Regions from separate parts of the Danio rerio genome. Here region 1 is linked to region 2. Evidence: chromatin contacts called from public HiChIP or PLAC-seq data. All regions are on one chromosome and are shown on one strand. Each heading gives the region's core, a stretch centred on a gene start, on an enhancer-like site or on the middle of the called end of the contact. The rest is flanking DNA. Distances are from core to core; before and after follow the strand shown. Region 1 holds the start of tfap2d (transcription factor AP-2 delta (activating enhancer binding protein 2 delta)). Region 2 holds the start of lin28b (lin-28 homolog B (C. elegans)).

Region 1 (7,236 bases), core at 3,395-5,894, 240 kb before region 2:
CCCAATTCCACAAGCTGTTGGAGTGTTTTTGATTTTGAGATGAGTCCCATTTTAGCACATAAATGAAGATGTGGGTGTATGAGGCGTGTTGTGATTAATGTACAGTGTTGGAATGATGGTAAAGCCTTTCATTGCTCTAAAACCCGACCGGAGCGTCGCTTCCAGAAGTTTGGTGAGTTCACCGGACCGTAACGCTCTGTCTGTAACGGGCATTTGACTCGGAACTAATGAAGAAATGAGACGGAAACAAATTATGACAGAAGTTAAACGAGCAGATGCTCGTCTGCAGGATTTATAATATATCAGAAATCATAAGCACCATGAAAATGATATGCTTTGACATTCATTTTTGTTAAAATTAGGAGCATATATGCATTTTATTTACCACACTAGCTATATTTTTGTTATCATTATAGGATGTAAATTGCAAGGCCTTCTTTACGCTGTTGTGACTTTTGTTGTGTGTGTGTGCGTCCGCGTTAGTGTGTCAGTGCTCTTCCGTTATTTTGGCAGATTGCTCTTTTAATTAACGCTCATTTTGCGCGCATCTGGCACGTGTCTAGATTTAAATTAATTTTTAAGATTCAGTTTAGTTCAGTCAAGGAAAAATAATACTCGAGTGCTGTTTGTTTACTTGCTGAAATGAGTTTGCAGTTGGTCATTTGTCAAGACGCCACATTTAGCTCATATTGTGACAGATTTGAGACACTGGAGGAAATCTGTTACAGCTATTAGTAGTGGTTAAAATCCTCTCGTTCGTTTTTGATCACCAGTTTACTGTATGATTGCACTCGTTCGCTATTGATTGTGATTCTGCCTTAACTATAAGGGTCATCCTGGATTTTTTTTTTAATTTACACCTAACTTGTCATGGCATAATCTGCATGATTTACATTGAAATATTCGTTAAACACCTAATGGATTTTATTTGGTTAAAAATTTCGCCTGGCTCTGAGAAAATTAATTTAGTGCACTTCATTAAATCCACCAAATACACCACGCGCTGAAACTGACGCTGCGCCCCTCCCCCTCCAAATCTATTAGCATATAAAACTGTGTGTGGATGTGTGTGTGGTGAATGTAGGTCACATCGATGAGGGCTGCGTATACTTTTTAATTATAATTATCTCATAAACACCTTATTTGGTGTTTTGCAGTGTATAAAGCTAGAGAGCCGTTATCTAACGGACGCAGACACCATATTGAGCATCACTCACATCCACGACTGATGAACTTCATTTGACTGTGTTTTCGACAAGTGGTCAGTGTGAGACAAACTGCATTGTCGACATAGAGCTTGAATTAAAATAAGTTTCTTTACCTGTCTATCTCCAGATTAACAAAGCAGTGTGGGTTTTGGATGCTGATAGATTGCGGTGCCAACCTGATATTTGGGGGAAGGCAACAATTTGAGCAACTTTATTTGTTAAATATTCTGTTTAAATAAAGTAGTCAGATTTTTTTAATCTACAGAGGTAAACAACGTAGCTAAATCTGAACAATTTTATCAAATAATTTAACATTTTATGCAATTACAAATTAAGACATTTCTAGCTATCTGAACTTTTCATAAATTGCTAAGTTGGATAAGTTCACTGTTTATACATTAATATCAGTATTTCTTATATTTCTATTAGTATGTTTAAAACTTATACTCAATCTCATTTATGTATGAATGTCGACAAAACCACTTGAGCTTGTATGTTTACGCGGTTACAAGTCAACTGAGGTTTTTAAGAGTCACCAGAATATTTGTCTTGGCTTCTGATTGTTGCTGCTCCAAATGACAGATCTTATGATCCGGTGGCGGCCAGCTGCTAGTAACAGTTTGCGACGCTTTTAATCCAATGTTAAATCAATTACAGTTAACTCTGGGCCAAACTGGGATGGACACCTCCTCTTTAAAAAAAGTTTCATTTTGCATCTGTTATTTTTATTTCTAATTTTGCGTGGATTGGCGGCGGATTTACGTATAGTGGAACCATCTCGAGGAGCATCCAGACCGAACAGATGGACTCGAGCCCTGACCGGTACAGCGTGCATATGTGCATCCGCTGTTGTGCGCGTTAAGCCCTATTAAGACCGTCTACCGTGCAACTGGTGCTTCGCTCAATCCCGCGAGCACTCGCAGACTACACAAGCGAAAGCTTCTAATCCCTCACGTGAGAGGACGGGTTCTCTCGCGCTCACATCGTGTAATTTACAGTCTGCCTGGAGGCCTTAGATATATATCTGAAACCAGACCGTGTTATTTCATAAGAGCCTCCTGCTGGGCGATTCGTTTCCTATGTCACCCCCAGACCTTTAAAGTGCATTTATGGCACAACAACCTGCTCGTTTTATTGAATTATTTACATTTTAAGTTTATTTTACCAACTATTCGTTTAATATTACTGTTATGAACCGTTTCATTTTGTTAATCTCATTTGCCTATGAACATTTCCTGCTTGTTAAACTATTTCCTAATTGTAACAAGAGACAATTTAATCATAACTTGACGTTAAATGTCTGTCATAAAATTATTTATCAATATGTTGGTCTTTTTGGATTCTCGGAAGCTATGGAAATTAAAAATGTAAAAGACTATTATTGTTTGCATCCCTAAAAATGGTCTATACGGTTTCACACAAATGAATTCAAGTTGTCCCAACACAAACTGGCTAGGTTAAAGGGATAGTTCACCCAAAATTAAAATGCACTCTTTGTTCATCCTCGAGTGGTTCAAAACCTTGATAAGTTTATTTCTCTTGCTGAACACAACAGAAGATATATTTAGGAAAGCTGAAAAGCTATAACGATTGACTTTAATATAGGAAAAATCAATAGCTTACTATGGAAGTCAATGGTTTCAGGTTTGCAGATTTCTTAAATATATTGTTTTGTGCTCAACCGAAGGTAAATAAAAGTAATTTAGCTTGGGTAAAGAAAATTAGGGAAACTAGGACTTTTTTACGTTAATTGTTTTTTTTTAAAGTGGATTAAACATAAAATAATTAAGTTATGCCAAAAAAAATCTCAAGAATTGTTTCTAACAAGTACTTTAAACAAGCAGCAAAAATCCTTTTTTTAGTGTATCTTGTGTCATGTTAATCTGAATTAGTCCTGGTGTTCGGAGATCACACATTTCCTTTCTGTTTTGTTTGCCTGAGAAAAAAGAGAGAGAGAGAGAGCCAATGATGTAGGCCTCCTCAATAATGTCTACTTAAAACAACATCAGCCGTTTTAGCTCGCCCATTAAATGAAAATAAAATGAGGCTTCCCTTCTCTCACGTTGTTTTGTGAGTTAAAGATTTATGAAGCGGAATACGTCAGTATATGTGTATGTTTGTGTGAGAGGATCCTCCCTTTGCGCGAGACACCGGGCGCTTGAGGCGTCTCCGTCCGCCCTTCTCATGCACGAGGGCGCGAGCCCGCGGTAATGGCGGTAATTTGGGTTAAATAAGGAGCATCAGCTTTTTAAACGCTTAAAAATTGCCAAACCTCTTGCAGACACACACACAAAAAACCTTAACTCGGGTATTTTGCTTCTGGGGAGGGAGGAGACTTTCAGAAACGGTGAGAACGAGGCAAATGACTGGTACTCACTTAAACACACACACACACTCACATTTGTACATCAGCTGAAAGTGTTTCCTGTTAAACGTCATGACTCATTTTATTATTTTTTTTCTAGTTAAATATTCATATTAGGAAGTTTATCGCAGACCGTGGGTGAAACGGTTGTCCGTGTCTTTTCATGCACCTGTGTGGCTCTTAAAACGTAAATTTGACCGACAGGTTGATTTGAGCGATGACCCCCCATGCACGCGCGCCCCACTCATCATCCTAAACGTGCACAAAACACTTCCAGCGTGGGTCAGACCGTCACTGTCCCGGTTCCGTTAGCCGTGAACAGAACACAAATGATACATGTTGAATGGAATGGCTGCGGTGTAATTAAACTGGACATAAAGTGTGTACAAAGTGCGGATGTTGTCAAAAAAAAGGGCATTGCTAAAGTACTATATAAAAGTAATATATAAAAGCAAAATACTACATAGAAATAGCGTCGATTAATGTACACAACTGATGAAAAGGGGAGTTAAAATAGACTATTTATATACTATAGCTTTGAAACAGTATTTAAATAATTCTTGCACTAATGTTTTCGCTCGACATTATCTATAAATTAAGTTTTCGATCAAAATAATAAAGAAAATGCGTGATTGTGGTTAAAAGTGTTCTTAATTCGTTCTGTTATTATTTGCAATTAATTTTTCTTTCATGCAATCGCTTCTCTCCTAAATCAAAATAAAAGTAATTGATAAAACAAACCGAGACCACATTACGAATAAGTGAAATTTAGAAATGTTTAATCGTGCAAAATAACAGCGATACAAAATACACCAAGTTAAACTTACGTGTTGTTGGGAAAAAAAATCCAAAAAGCAGGTAAATGGTAAAGCCGCGAGGAAAACGGAGACAAATAAAACTGGCCCTGCTAAAGAAAGCACAAACGACCTTAAAGAAATGTCCACAAAAATCATCAAAAATGTTGAAAGCGCACTTGGTTCCTTATTAGGCGAAGATACAATATTTATTCCGTGTCTCCAGGGATGAGGCTGCTCTCTCTATTGTCCTCCCTTTCCTCAATGCTGATGCTTAATTTTCAAAACTTCTATATTACCAAGGGACCTACGACATCAGCCGGAGAAATACCCAGCAAGTACAAAATCCGAGCCAGGGAGCGCTTTGTGCAGAGGGGAGGCATTTCAGCCGCTTTTACCGACAGCGCGAGGCGACATTTCATTTTCACGCGCTATTTTGGGGATTTTTTTTCTTTCATTCGTCCAACAGCGCGAGGAAATCGGGTTATTGGATCGCGAGAATGTCAGCCACATTTCCGGGACTGGTGCACGATGCGGAGGTATTTAAATTCATTTCTTACCACTTCACAAAAATCCTCTAATTTAATTTAATTTAGCGTAGCGTCGGATGGAGGGGAATTTGTGATTGCTTAGCACAGCGGAATGGAAGTTAATACTTGTGATGGGAGTTTGCTGCAAAGGCGAGGATAACTATTCAGTTCTGCTGAAAATACGTTGTGCTATATTTGTTGTTGTTTTTTTTCTCTCATTGATATAAATTGCTCTCGATGGTTCATGTAAATAAAATATCTCCGCCGTGATTTGGACTATATTTGCTCTTTCTTTATTTCTTAATAACAATCATAATAATTATCTCAGTAGCAGCAGTAGTGCAGACCCTGGTGTCTTGTGCTTACCTGCGGTGAAACGGGCGTAGATTGTTGGGACTAAAAGGCTTTTAATAGCGATTGCACGGACGTAGTAATAATAATATAGTCAAATAACAGACTCCGTGGCAAATGATAGACAAGTGAGGGAGGAAAAAACGCTGTGAGCTCGTGGAGCAGTTTGCAGTGTGTTTCACGCACTCCCTCCCAGGCACGGAGAGATGACATCGCCGTCAGGTACTTTTCTAAAGACACTTTGAGCTGCTGTGTGTGTTTGTGTGTTTGGGGAAGGTTTGAGTTTCCGCCGCGTGAGAAATGCGCGCGGATCGCTGCGAGCGCGTGTAAATGACATCCCTCATATTTTTCTCTTTTTTCCCCGCACAGATACGTCACGACGGATCAAACAGCTACCGTTTGATGCAACTCGGATGCTTGGAATCTGTGGCCAACTCGTCTGTCGCTTACTCTTCATCGTCTCCGCTTACATACCCAGCTACCGGAACCGAATTTGCCTCCCCGTATTTTCCCACGAACCACCAGTACACGCCCTTACACCACCAGTCGTTCCACTACGAGTTCCAGCACAGCCACCCGGCCGTGAACCCGGACGCGTACTCGTTAAACTCTCTGCATCACTCGCAGCAGTATTACCAGCAGCTCCATCACGGCGAACCGGCGGACTTCATCAACCTTCACAACGCCCGGGCGCTCAAGTCTTCGTGCCTGGACGAGCAGCGAAGGGAACTGGGCTGCCTGGACGCGTACCGCAGGCATGACCTGTCAATCATGAGCCACGGCTCTCAGTACGGCATGCACCCCGAGCAAAGACTGCTGCCCGGGGCGGGTCTGGGGCTGCCGCCACCGGGGGCCGATGACCTACAGGTACACCTCACCGACATTCTACCGTTCAAGCACAAAACACAAACACACACACGCTCAACGGTGTCGTCTGCAGAAAAGTCGACGCCTTCAGGGATGTTGCATAGTCACTTTCACTGCCCGAACAGAAGAAATGATTGCCCGAGGGCTCGAAAAAAAAAACATCCGGAAAAAGAAGGCCGTGCGATCACCTTTTGCGGCCTTGATGATTTCGCACAACGAATAAATTGATCGAATAACGCACAATAGTAAGCTACTCTTTACAAATAAATTGCGTATAAACGAAGAAAATACATAGTGAAAAAATAACAGTCGGTGCATGAGAAACGCATAAATTACCGATGCGTGAAATAAAGACTTTTTAAAGCTGCATTTGGAAACGTTTGGATGCACCGCATTTGAGTTGATTTAACCAGCGGATTTTACATATTTAATATAGTGAATATTGAGAAGTCTGCGCGTATGTCGGGCCTCGCTTCTGTAAAGCCGCTGTTTCTTTTTCCTCTGTTAAAAGGCGGATTAAGGGCTTGAAAAAGTGCGAACAAAAGGCAAATCCTCCGCTGTAGAGCACCGTAGTTTATCCAATTTAGGACTTAATGTCAATCAACTGGTTATTTATGCACAGACATCTGAAACAGCTCAAGTTTAACCGGTAAGTCAAAAATATGTTAAGATCAAAATAATTACCCAGTGCTTTTAAAACGCAATGCGACGGCGAATTTAAATAGAAATACATTTTATGTATTGAAATAAATAATTTTAGACATTGCTATTTTTTGGAAATTTTATTTCACTGCATATAAATATTTATAATTGTATACTAAAATTATAGATTTGAATGATAACGCTGACGTAATCTAAACTGTAGGATTATACAAATTATACTACAAGATAGATATGAATGTACACACTCTTGTTTTAATATTTTGATTAACATATATTTGTTACATAATATTTTTTGTTTTGTGCATGTTTTACAGCGCATGTGTAAATAATATACACATTTGCAAAATAAAATAGTACAATAGTAAAAATATGAAAGTAATATAAAACATTTGCAAAATATAATAGTATGATAAAACTATTGTAATAGTAATATAAATACATTTGCAAAATAAGCATTG
Region 2 (6,483 bases), core at 705-3,204:
ATGAGTTCTCACTGTAGTTTATTCAGAAAATTTGTATAATGTTATGTCAGTCTTTCAGGGAAAAAAGAAAAACAGTAAACACTAATCAAACATAAATGGGGGAAAAAACTAAAATAGTTTGCTTCAATACGTGTTCAAGATAGATAGATAGATAGATAGATAGATAGATAGATAGATAGATAGATAGATAGATAGATAGATAGATAGATAGATAGATAGATAGATAGATAGATAGATAGATAGATAGATATGACTAGGTGTGTATCCTGTGCAAACTAGCTTCTGTTATTGAATTTCAGATTTTCAAGGATTATGCAGATGCGTTTCGTAACAATGGAAATGTTAAGTCACATGAATCATTTTACCATCTCATTAACATCCAGCAAGTACAAACATAACACTGCTCGACAATAGTATCAAAGACAGATTACAAGAACACAATGTAACCGAAATCAGCCAAACTGACAGCAGAACAACAGTTGAGCCCGCGTGCTAATGGAACTCAGAAGAAAGCTCTTGTTCGGCCCGCTTTTGTTCTTTTCATTTGCATATTCTATTTTAAGGAACCATAGAACGCATGGAAAATGATGAAAGGGGATAATTTCCGGTTTAGCACACGTGTCCGAATTGATTTAGCTCTCAATGTACATTTGAAAGGGCGAAATATTGTGTGAAGGGAGCTGAACGACACCCATGTAAACACGAGAGCACATGATGTTCAGTACAACGGTGCACACTGAAAATCGCCTCAAAAGTGCGATTGTGAAAGCGGTGTGCTTCGTGTGACAGATTTTCCGACATGTTTATCAGACATGTTTCTCTGAGCACTACATTACTAGTTGTCGCAAAAAAAACACTCTTTTTCCCCTAATTAAATCTTGAGGTTCCTTTAAGAGCTGCCGCGTAAATACCTCCTTGTTTACTACTAATACGGCGTTCTTGTGATTATATCAATGGAGGTGATCCAGAGTAAAGATGTTTTTAGGAGTGAGTAGTGCGGCTCTTAAAGTGACAGGGGATGAAAACACAAGCGCATGTTTACTTCTGCTTTCCACGAGCACATCTGCTGATGTCAATGAGATGCGACAGATAACGTGAAAACGGGTGAAGGAGAAAGGCTGCAAGCACAGCGAATGAGCCCAGTGGACTTACTTGGTGAACGAACACGTCTAGCGGAGGGTCCACTGGCTTCCCCTCGCTGCTGGTCATCGATATAAATCCAAACCCCATGCGGACATTGAACCACTTGCAGTAACCCGAGCCAGACAGACTCTGCGGCGGAGTCCTGGCGGTGTCCGACCCGCCACCTCTGCGCGGCCCTCCTGTGCGGTCAAGAGAGAAAAGCCCATGATGATAAGGATGATGATGTTTGTTTGCTTGTGTGTTAATGAGATGTAGCCTACACTTCTCGATATGCACAATGACCGTGGGCAGCGATTCTGAGGGAAATCCCCAACTACTACTCAATAAACACGCGTTCAAATCACCGATGGGCCCTGACCACCATAGACGCCCCCTACTATTTATGATTAATGAGTTTTTTCAATGGCAAAGTCTCAGACTTGAACAATGTGTTGCTCCAAGCCTCGTTACATCCTTTCTTACTCTCCGAAAAGCTATAGAAAGTGAATCAAAAGTAGAGGTACACCTCTTCGGATGGGATGGCGCAGTGTATTGCGATTGCACAATCTGTTTAGTTTTGTAGCTACACTACAACTTTTTGTGCTCGTGCATCTACCGTATGTAAACCGCCTGGTGTGGGGCAGGTGTGCACACGTTACCCGGCCCCCCTCTCTCGTCCGCTCCCACCCCCCTTCAATGCCACTGGCGCAAACGGCTCTTCAGCACGCGTACAAACAACGTAAACAAAGCGCGGCGGTGCGCGTGCAACAATAGGACTTCCCACGTGAACGCGGAAAAAAAGAATAAAAAAAGCATCGTAACCTTCGGCCATGTTTCCCCGCGGACCCTCCGTTCCAAAGTTCCAGCGAAATCGTTTCCTCCGTGAAATGGGGTGATGCGCGTCACCGTCGATCCGACATCCCGATTTCCAGCGGGCACAAATTTAGCGCGCATGGTACGGCGTGCGTCTCCTTTTTGGATATTTAGTCATGTCTCTTTTAACATCTCCTATCCTCTCTCTTTCCCTCCCTCGCGCACTCGCTCACTCTCTCTCTCTCTCCCGCTCTCCGTTTCTCATTCGCTCGTTCGCAGCGCTGCACACGTGACTCCTCCGTGAGCCCGGGAGAGGGAGCGGACTCGGAACCGGGCTGGACTTCGAGCTCTTCGGCTGCGTCACGTAAAAGCATCTCCGTTTGAACAGGTTTAGTTTTAAAAGCGTGCTTTAGCGTCTAAAATTTTGTTTTTGCACGTGTTTGGTTATTCAAAGGAACAAAAAGTCTAGAATCGGTCTCCTTTATATGTAACAATTTTAATGATGCGTTATGTAACCAAATTCCAGCCGCTGGTAACCACAGTAGTTATACTTTGTAGCCTTATGAAAGGAAATACTTGTATAACACTTCATTTTGTAATGTTCTCACTTTTTCGAGCGACGACAACAGATTTTCCAGAATTTATCTGAAAACAGTGTAGCCTATTTTTCGAGAGGTGTATACATTTACATTAACATTCAAACTAAAAACTGTTGTATTATGCTAAGTTGTTGGAATTAAAAGTATAGCGCATACATTTATGTAGGTATTCTTTAGTATGCAATTATGAGAACTTTTAAAAAATCGCTTAAATCAATGTGTTTCTCTTCTGCTGATCAAGTTTTTCTTTTGTTTTAACATTGCAGATTATAGTTTGTTAGACATGAGGTCATCACTAATTGTCGTTTGTTGAAGCACGCTGCAGTTTGCGTTAGTTGTTTGCTGCAGTACAAACGATGAGACTGAACTAGAATAAGAAAAGCTTATTGACCAAGTCCTCGCAGACACAATGTTTTAGTGGTTTACCAAATATTCAGGCACCTATAAATACTTAAGGCAAAAGTGCACTTGTTGAAAGAACGAACTTAAAAAAACATAAACTTTTAGACGGTTAGTGTAAATTTCCACTGAATTGAATTATAGCCACACAAGCGGCATTATCTGTACATTGATGAAAAGGCAGCATTGATCCAAAACCACCAGCAGATCACTTTAATAAATAGCATGAGAGGAAAATGGAATGTTCTACATGACAACATGGAACGCATAGAATGGAATCAGTCGGAGGATTCTATGTTCCTTTATGTGTGTGTGCTTAGTGTGTTCGTTAGAACTGTATCTCAGTGATCACTTAAAAAATAATGACATAAAAAGTCAAGCTATAGCCAAATGCACCAATCCAACAAATCGAAATTCAAGTAATAATTATCATAATCACAACTAAAATAATGATCTCCTGTTATAAAAAAATTACGTTTAGTTTCTGCAAGAAATTCGTTCTGATTGGAACCTGAATCCTTGCTGAGGATGTTTTTCCCTGTCTTTGAGTCAGAGGAAAAACACGTTGAAAGAGTGAATCAACAACTACCCCCACCGCTTGTACGCCCCGCCCACTTCACCCACCCCCACCCATGTATGCCGACCACCCTCCGGAATTCACCCCTGCCCCCAAAACCTCCACCCCCTGCGCCAGAGCTGCTACAGGAGATGCTATGTGTATATGTGTGTGTGTGTTTGCTGGTGCGTGGAGGGGATGATGGTGGTCGTGCCATTACGGCGCAGGTCATGGAACTGGTCACCGGTGTCAGATGTTATGGAGTTTCTCATTTCCTGCACGAGGGTTTCCTATCCACCATTCATAAAATAGCCCCGAGAGTGCCGGCAAACGCGTCCCACGCGGTCACGGACACACCCTACATGTCCCCATTTGATCCCGTTAAAGTTCACAAGAATCGAAAATGCACATATTGATAAAAGAAGAAGTTTAATAGTTTTTAATAGTTTGTGTCTTTATTGAAAGCGCAAAACGGCGACGCATATCTTCAGAGAATCCTTCAGCACTGATACTGATCCAAGGGGAAAAATACGCATTGAGATGTTAAAGTTTAAATAAAATAAACACCAGCTTGGCGTAAATCAGCAGCAGGTTATTTAAACGAAATATTTGTATACACAAGTTAATGTTTTACATATTGAGTTCAGTGCTGGACTGATTAGCAATAAGAGCCCCAAGTCGTGCATAAAATATATAAAAAATTGATTGTATATTAGTTTTGAACGCGTTACTTTTGAAGCTGTGGAGTTTGTAAGTAATTTTAAGCGCTCTTCAAATCAACGACACAAAACTTTAGTCATTATATTTTATGTAAACATTTGAATAAATAAGAATAAACTACACTGTAAAAAAAACATGGTTGCCCTAAATTTTTAAGCTGAATCAAATTAAACTTATATTATGTTAACTGACAGCTTGCTTAACTTATAAAATTAAGTTAGAACATGATTAGCTTAGTTTAATAAGTTACACTGAACTAAAACATTTGCTGTTATGACTAATTGACAATATAATCTTTTACAGTGTAGCAAAAATGTGACTCAACAACTAAAGGATACATATGCAATATTTTCAACAATACATAAAGTGTTCAATTAAAACTTGCAATCCTGAATTGTTCATAAAACACAATAAACTTTTACAGTTTCACTTTTGAAGGACCTCGTTTTTCTTTCAAAGAAATAAACAAAACTTTTTGTTTCTCTTTGGACACCATTGGTTCAAATCCAAACTCAACCAAACACCAGACAAATTATTTCCTCCTGTGAATTTGTCTTTTATATTAGTGCTATCCAAATGTACATTATATTGAAATGCAATGTAGAACACATGCATTGCAAATTGACATTTTAATTCACAAGCTCAGCATTTTTAAATTTACAAATTAACTTAAAAGAATTTTAAAAAACGACTGAACAAAGGAAATATTTAATTTGGTCTTGATTTCATACCATTTAGTTGTACTTTGCCTTCAAATGGATGAACTTTGAACAACCATATTTTGGAGCATTGCTGATTTACTTCTAATGTTCATGCGCTCGCATAAATGACATTATTGTTAGGCTCGTATTTATTTATAGGCAAAACACTTTATAAATACAGGGAATATCTGACTTACCCATTAGCTAAACAATATGTTTGGAACATTTGAATGTATTAAATAAAAAATGCAGCATTGCTGATTTACTTCCAATGTTCATGCGCTGACAGAAAGGGCATTATTGTTAGGTTCATATTAATTTATATGCAAAACACTTTATAAATATGCTATATCTGACTTACCCAATAACTAAACAATATATTTGGATGTACTGAATCAAAAATGCAGCATTGCTGATTTACTTCAAATGTTCATGCGCTCACATAAAGGACACTATTGTTAGGTTCGTATTTATTTATAGGCAAAACACTTTATAAATATCTGTATATCTGATCCAACCACCATCTAAACAATATTCTTTGAATATTAATAGAAAGCAATATCCAAGTTCCTATAACACACTTGGTTTACGGCAGATGCAAGCTTATGGACAATGTATGCAGCTTTGCGACAAACGGCGATGCTTTGTGCTTAAATAAAAGAAACTGATTGGAGGGTCTGTGTGACTGTTTGGATGTATTGAGCAGTTCGGATCCGCCATACCTTCACCTCACCAACCCCCACAAGCCGAACCCCTGAGGAAACGCATAGTGGTCAATAGAGTTCACCAGAGTTTATTCAGCTCTTCTCTTTTTCATTCGGTTTGGTGTTACATTCGTTCAGTTGTTTAATCTCTCAGAAATCATCTTCCGAAGTCAACACAAACCCGACAGTTATTTTTCGACGCTGTGAAACCGATCCGACTCAAATCAGAGGTAAATATCGAGTATAACAAGGACACTTGAAATGCTTCATTCTCAGTTTAACATGTGAAGGCTGCTGCTACATCATTTGTTCATACAAAGACCGATACAATTGTGATTTTGGGATAAGGTAAGACTTTATTTTATTTAAAAAAACACAATGTTTGAAATACAAACAGACCTACAGACATTTTAACACAGGAAGAGTTGTATGTTTACTGATGATAAACTGAATAGTTCAAATAAATAAAAAGGAGATTTTTAAAGCATGGAGTTTCCTGTAATTATTACAGATCAATTTCGATTTAAATTTGTGTTTATTGCGAATTTGGGTTATTTTGTTGCAACAACAACCAAAAATCAACTTACAGATGATCAGTTGTTTTTAAAGCAATTTTTTTCACGCTTTTTCATCGATTTTCGTTTGTATTGTAATTACAAAAACTTAAACTAAAAAGAAACTTAAAACCGCAATTGTATTTCAGGGTTATCATCGGTTAAATTCCAGTTTCAAACGGAATAAACAGCGTTCATTATTTAACCATTTCCCCAACAAAACATTCACTTTAGCCTAGTATTTTCGTTATTTGCCCGATTTTAATAAAGCCTACATAATACATTAAACAAAACCGTAAGCTTGTATTTAATAAT

The links. HiChIP or PLAC-seq counts read pairs in DNA pulled down with a chosen protein or histone mark.
Region 1: a contact with region 2 is called in an H3K4me3 HiChIP or PLAC-seq map of gastrula embryo, with 2.9 times the contacts expected there. The contact joins the promoter of tfap2d here to the promoter of lin28b in region 2. A contact is called at or near these places in 2 of 4 datasets of contacts at active chromatin or transcription factors (embryo and gastrula embryo).

Annotation. Positions count from the first base shown.
Region 1 is chr20:50,917,850-50,925,085 of GRCz12tu, reverse strand. tfap2d (transcription factor AP-2 delta (activating enhancer binding protein 2 delta)) reads left to right here and starts at 4,644. Exons shown (of 8, transcript NM_001025546.1): 1 at 4,644-4,906; 2 at 5,618-6,115. The coding sequence starts at 4,868. LOC137488700 (a long non-coding RNA gene) reads right to left here and starts at 4,769. Exons shown (of 3, transcript XR_012396113.1): 1 at 4,401-4,769.
Region 2 is chr20:50,671,370-50,677,852 of GRCz12tu, reverse strand. lin28b (lin-28 homolog B (C. elegans)) reads right to left here and starts at 1,954. Exons shown (of 4, transcript NM_001301416.1): 1 at 1,945-1,954; 2 at 1,153-1,322. The coding sequence starts at 1,954.